Regions from separate parts of the Zea mays genome. Here region 1 is linked to region 2. A link is a contact called in public Hi-C data. All regions are on one chromosome and are shown on one strand. The core of a region is the stretch at or near the end of the contact, and the rest is flanking DNA. Distances in the headings are between cores, read along the strand shown. Region 1 holds the start of LOC100217227. Region 2 holds the start of LOC103644647.

Evidence for each region. Hi-C and Micro-C count contacts between places; a contact is called where the count stands out from the background.
Region 1: a contact with region 2 is called in a Hi-C map of ear, with 2.1 times the contacts expected there. The contact joins the promoter of LOC100217227 here to the promoter of LOC103644647 in region 2. A contact is called at or near these places in 2 of 25 Hi-C or Micro-C datasets (ear and leaf).

Annotation. Positions count from the first base shown.
Region 1 is chr1:59,564,912-59,568,353 of Zm-B73-REFERENCE-NAM-5.0, forward strand. LOC100217227 reads left to right here and starts at 1,904. Exons shown (of 9, transcript NM_001143583.1): 1 at 1,904-2,182; 2 at 2,523-2,725; 3 at 2,816-2,900; 4 at 3,018-3,085. The coding sequence starts at 2,561.
Region 2 is chr1:59,258,949-59,262,175 of Zm-B73-REFERENCE-NAM-5.0, forward strand. It overlaps LOC103644647, which reads right to left and starts at 1,931. Exons shown (of 12, transcript XM_035961425.1): 1 at 1,440-1,931. The coding sequence starts at 1,931.

The DNA.
Region 1 (3,442 bases), core at 654-3,153, 310 kb after region 2:
GCTTTGCCTTTCTCTTTTATTCTGAATTGTTTTTCCCTTTTCTTTTATTTATTCTATTTGATTCAAATTCAAGTGAGCCCCAAATTCAAACCAAACCTTCCAAGAATTATGCACCAAGCAAAAAGTGAAATCTAGGGTTCAACATGATGCAACAATTCATACTCCCTTAGGGTTTAACATAATAAACTATAACTACAAGTAAAATAAGCACTTAACTCCTATAGAAATGAGAAAGAAGAGAATGAGGAAGGATGAGAAAAGGAAGCAACACCTGAATTTGTGAATATGAGCAAAGAAATTTTATACCCCCAAATTCAGGGTGTTACAATGGAGATCAACCGTCGGACAACTGTTCCATATGTAATATGGGACAACAAACCCTGAATTGATATTCTAGGGTCGTTTATGTCGCAACTAATCTCCTCACAAGCTCGAGCGAAAATCTTATCAAAAGATGGTCTTTCATCGAACAACATGGTCACGATCTTCATACCATCAAAAGTAACATTCTCATAAGCATCTATCTCCACCCTTCCTCCATGGTATAGTGTTACTAGGCTATCCATCTATTGCAAAATGGATTACTAACTCAATAATGGCTATATACTTAAGCCTAAAAACTTACTAAGTAATAAATATATATTAACTAATAACTATATAGTAAATATTAAATGAACACATCAAACGAAATTACATAATCTATGAATAATGTACGAAAACAATGTATACCTGAGATCGCGTACGAGTCCAGCTAACGGTGGAGAAGGTCAAGTCGGATGAACACCTACGTACAAAAAAAACTATTGTCAATAAAAAATTTGGCAGCACCTCCCCTGTAAAGTGATGTTTATAGAACCTGCAAATAAACGACAACATGATGGTTGCCAACACAGAAAACATGTAATATCAATGTGCTAAACAAAATGCTAACTATATAATCACTAAGAATTTACTAAACACTAACAATATGCTAAGCAAGAAACTAGCTAACTATTTTAATAAACACTAACAAGAAAATAAATATCTAACTATTTACTAAACAATAAATAAGTGGATAGCTAACTAATTACTAAACACTAACAATAGCTAACAATTTAATAACTAAGTAATTAAAAACAAAAAAAAATTACCTGGCGGCAGTGGCCGGGGCGGGAGCTGGCGCGGTGGCGCGGTGGCCGGGCCGGGGCGGGAGCTGGCGTGGTGCCAGGCGCGCGGCGGCCGGCGCTGGCGAGCTCGGCGGGCGGGGCGAGCGAGCGCGGTCGTCGAAGCTCGGCGGGCGGGGAGGGCGGAGCTCGGCGGTGGTCGGGAACAGCGGCGGCTAGGGCGCGTAGAAGCTGAAAAGTAACAGAGAAGAAACACAGAGAAAAGGGGATTGTGGTTAATTCCTAGCTCGGCGCCAAGATCTGTGGCGCCGAGCTAGGTGCCATGCGGACATCCACGTCACCCCTGCCCGCCATGGCCACGTCACAGCTTGGCGCCATAGGCTGTGGCGCCGAGCTGTGTTACCTCGGCGCCACAGCCTATGACGCCGAGCATCGGATCCAAACGTGTAAATAAAATTTGTGGGGGTCCAAACGTAGATTTGTGTCATAAAAGGGGCTAAAAACAAAAAATTCGGCCGAATTACCCGTACTCAAACTCCATGTCCCCACCTCTGGAACGACCCACCGGCCAGGTGCCACCTCCCGCGGGCCGCGGCCCATGAGTCCATGAGAGTATGAGACATGTCCCTGAGTCCTTGACGGCCTGACCTCGAGCCCAACAAAGCAACTCAGGCATCCACCTACGCGCCTGCTCTACCCTAGTGGGCATTCCTGCCGGCTGCCGACTGCCGTCCCGGCATCCTGTTGTTGCCCATCTCATCGCCCGCGGCCGGCCGCCCAGTGCCGCACAACCACCATATCTCCCTCACAGTCACAGCCTCACTCCATGACGCTCGTTGCCTGCCAGCCAGCCTAATCTATAAGCTCATCGCCGTCGAGGCAGTGCCCAGCTGCTCTCTTCTATTTCTACAAGCGGTCAGGTAGTATTATTAGTATGTTGTATGGCTAATGGCTAATGGCTAATGGCCGATGGCCTGCGAGACAACACCAACTGCGCCGAGCTGCCGCAGACAACACCAACTGCACACTGCTGCATAGGAGGTCAGGAGAAGGCGCTCCAGCGCAGCACGGCAGCAGGGGTACGGACTGATTGAAATTTTCCTTTCCTAAATTGCAAACGCTTGTACGAATCGAGAAGATGGGAGCAGCAGTGCAGCACTACCGTCTCTCCCTGGAGGTGTTCGATGAAATGCCTAAGCTAAGATTATATGCCAAATTCAGTTCTGAATATCTGATTTTCTGCTGCACTGCAAGGTTTAAACCGATCTTAGTTCTGGCATGTGTAAGTATAAGGCAGTGTTGGATGTGCTAGCTGTTCAGTTCATATTTTTATGTTCCTGTCTGGTTCACTGTGGTGTATTTCAAGAACAGATTTGTCTTGCTTTCAAGACATTGACATCTGATTTTTTGGCTCATTAGATTTCTGGACGGATCTGATTGAATAAACCGTGAAGGAGATGCCCTGGAATAGATTCATGCCCTTCCTTTCAAAATGTTGTACTTCTACCGTTCAGACATCTTCATCATATTCATCTTTTTCCTCGTCCTTCTCCCCGATACAACCATGGTTATTTGTGGGTCTTGGCAACCCTGGTGAGAAGTATCAATCCACCAGGCACAACGTAAGTTGCACATCTCATCTTGTATCTCAAAATTTCTCAATATCATGGTACTTATGTTCGTATTTTTTCTTGCAATTTGTTTGCTCACAGGTGGGTTTTGATATGATAGATGCATTTGCGCAATCCCAGGGTATACCCCTGACTACACATTACTTCAAAGCACTCTTTGGTGAAGGTTTGGCGCCATTTACGCACCCTGAGAAAGAATATCACTCCTCATATTTTGTGATACATGTTTTTGTTTCTTAGCACAAAGGGTTAAATGAATGTGTTGTCCGCGCCATTGATTCAGGGATGGTTGATGGAGTCCCTGTTCTTCTTGCCAAGCCCCAGACTTATATGAATCTCAGTGGAGAATCTGTAAGTGACACTTCTGGGCGTGTTTCCTAGTTCTCCTGCCTTGTACTATTCTATTCTTGCATACTTTGTTTCTTTCACTGATTTTCTGTGGTATGGGCATTAATTTAGCTGATGCAACTAAATGCTATCCGATGTTTCACCTGCTACCTCTTGAATTTGAGGTCCCATTGCACATGTAATGATGTAAACTTAGGGTCTGTTTGGTTGGGCTGTGGCTGTGGAAAAAGTTGCTGTGGGCTGTGAGCTGTGGAAAAAGCTGCTGTAGGCTGTGTGCTGTTAAAAAGCTAAAAATCGTTTGGTGGAAACCACTAAAAGTCGTTAAAAGTTCTTCGATATATGTTTTCACAGTTCCATCCA
Region 2 (3,227 bases), core at 681-3,180:
CTGTTTCTCAGCTCTCACCTTGCAGTCCGCAGTTCTGCCTGCCGTCAGGCCCAGCACCGAAGCAGACAAGACAAACAGTGATAGAAATTATAAAACAACGAAGCAGGAAGGTAGTATGTATATAGATTGCTACTTGCCTAATAGATATTCCTTGTACCGTTGTACGTTGTACCTTTCATTGTTTTTTTCATTAGTTTAATTTGCTTTTATATAGATTGCTACTTGCCTAATGATCACTCTTATATTATCATTCAATTTGTGATATATATCTTTTTTTTTATTTTCAGTGTTGTGGGTAATCATGTCATCGAGAAGACATCCATCTGGAAGTTAAAAAAAAGGAAAAAATGTGTGGATGATCTCATAGACTCATAGAGAGGAGCTATTGACAAGTTTTTCAAGAGCAATATCAGTGCTTCGACGAATCCAAATGATGTGTATGCGTTGGCAATAGTTCCTGTGGGGGCAGAGGAACTAACCAATGGCAATTCTATAGAAGAAGAAGAACAAGTTGATATCAACGCCGATGATAACAATGTAAGTGATCATGAGAATATATCTAATTCATCAGATGCACATGCACAATTTGATAATCTTTAAAACATGGAATAGAACTATTTTTTATTGAATGTTCATTAATATGTGTTTATATACAGAAATAGAGAGACTATATTATATATATATATATATATATATATATATATATATATATATATATATATATATATATATATATATATATATATATATATATATATATAGGGCCTCCATATTAGATTTCGCTCCAGGCCCCCAAACAGTCAGAAACGGCCCTGACTCTTGCCCGCGTGTAACCCCTACTACGAGCTTTGATCATCAATGGTGTTGATAGCGTAAGCCACTGATAACTAGAATTAGGGACATTCTATCCGAACCAATATAAATTTTGCGCCCACCGTGCACACCGTCCGGAGCCCGGAACGCGCACAATAAATTTACTTGTCGGATCTAGGTTCGAAACACTGTGTTGATGAAGCCATGAAAATGCTTGGACAAATTTAGAGTATTTGATAGAGTGTTTGGCTGTGGGATTTTTTTTTACTGGATGCCTTACTCGATCTGTGTAGCGCTTCATTTACCGTTCGTCGACACTGCGCATAGCTTTAACGTGGACAAAAACACGCATGGCTAACAGTCCCGTCCACAGTACTAGGACGCTGAATGTGCAGAGCTCAGAGCGCTCACTGAACCAAAGCAGGCCCACTGATGAAGTATTGAAGCGCCAAGCCTGACCGTACAAATCTCCCAAAACCTCTCTGGCGAATAATTTGGCTGTTGGGGCAGCTCTGCTTACCGAAGTGAATTGCGCCTCTACCGCACCGAATTCAGCGGCACAGGAAGCCCGCCGCCGAATTAAACGAGGAAGGAGGGTGCCAGGCGGCCAGGCCTGGGGTACTCACAATATAGGAGAACGCGACGTCGGGGTCGACGAAGGCCTCGCCGTCGGCGTCGGAGCAGGCCTCCCCCTCCTCCAGCTCCTCGGTGTCGCCCGCCACCCTGCGGCCCCGGGGCCCCGCGCACTCCCGCTGCGCTCCTCGCAGCGACTGCATCCCGCGGCCCACAAGCTGCACCAGCACGCTCCTTCCGAGCTCCGGCGAAGGTTCTCTCACGGTCACGGAGAGGTTTCGTCCCGTCGACGTCTCGATCGAGGTTGGCCGTGTCGCGTTGTTTGGGCGTAGTGCAGTGGCCGTGTCGCGTTGGTAGGTTGGCCGGCCGTGTCGGGACGGTGAAGGTGGGCGCGGCCTGTTTGTGGGTTGCGTCTCCTCGTCGCAGTAGCTGTTTTTCCCTCTCTCCGGCCTCTCCCGCTCGTCCGCGGTTCCACTGATCCCTCCCGCTGTTGTTTTGCTTTGGGTGATGCGGCCAGCGGCGGACGGAACCGGCCGGAAGAGCATAAGTGCATAACAAGAGTCATGCCGACCGCGTGGCGCCGTCACGTGGCTAAAATGAGCCGACGATCGCACGGCCCGCGAACGGCCCAATGCGCGGGCGCACCAGCCCATAAGGATGGGTAGATTCTTGACCAAATTCTCTAGGTGCCATCAAAACATATACAACGATTGGTTGTACACGCTTGCCACGAGCGTGTGCATGCATATGATTAATGATGACTTGTACCGGCCGAGCATAGCCTGCATGTGCAGGCGCAGCCTAGTTATTTTCCTGTCCGGAGTACGAGTGATTTTGATTCACGTCCCGTGTGTTTGGTTGACTGTATTTATTGGTATCGTAGGATGCAATGAGGTGGTGTTTGGTTGTTGTCAACCAGGCTCTACGCGTGCGAGGTGTGTGTTTGGTTGCCTGCGTGTAGATGTAGAGTCATGCTCGTACGGTACTCAAAGCACCTTAGACCAGGCTCTCTAGGCGTAAGGAAATTGGTCGCATCTCTGGAGTCAGGCTTCCGCCAGCCTGGCTCATGCAGCCAAGCTACGGAGAGAAGTCAACCAAACCGGTCAGTCAAGTGCAGGAGAGATTTCATACTTTCCGTTGAAATCTGATACCTACAAACATAATGGGCATTTGCCTGGCAACCAACATAGTTTAGGCACAACGAACTTACAATCGCTTCGCTTGTCCGTATATCCTTTTTTTGATTGAACTTTTTATGTGCAGTAATAAATAAACAAACATACTAATGCAAAAGCATGCACACAAAAAAAAAGGTAAGCAGGAACTGTGTATGTTTGCAGAAGAATTGAAATATTTGCGAAGATCTTCAACGACAGCTTCGGCCTCCACTTCCTAAAATTCAAATCAGTCATTCGACTTGCAGAGTTGCGGTCGGCCTTGGATCGTCTTGCTACTATATGCTTCACCTCTCCTTGAGGAATGAAATGCAAGTATGTTGGCATGCTGTGAAATTAGTTCATTTTTCTTTTGGAAAATAAAGTTCCAAAACTAGCCTTTACAAAGTTCTCAAAGTTCAAATCGTGGAGTTTTTTGCCATAGAAAGGTCGTATATGGTTTGCTATAGCACATAGCAGGCGCGCGTGCACAGCACACACACAAATTAGTACGTGAACGATGGAATCTGCGTGCTTGTGCAGGGCACCATGTAGATCGGAGTGGCTTTCAATCTCTGTTGTGGCTTTAATTTAGTTAGGAGTGCTGAGTGGCCTTTATCATGGGATGATATATAGTAACACTAGTGGATCTTACTAATTAAGCTGTAGTATATATTAGTATATACC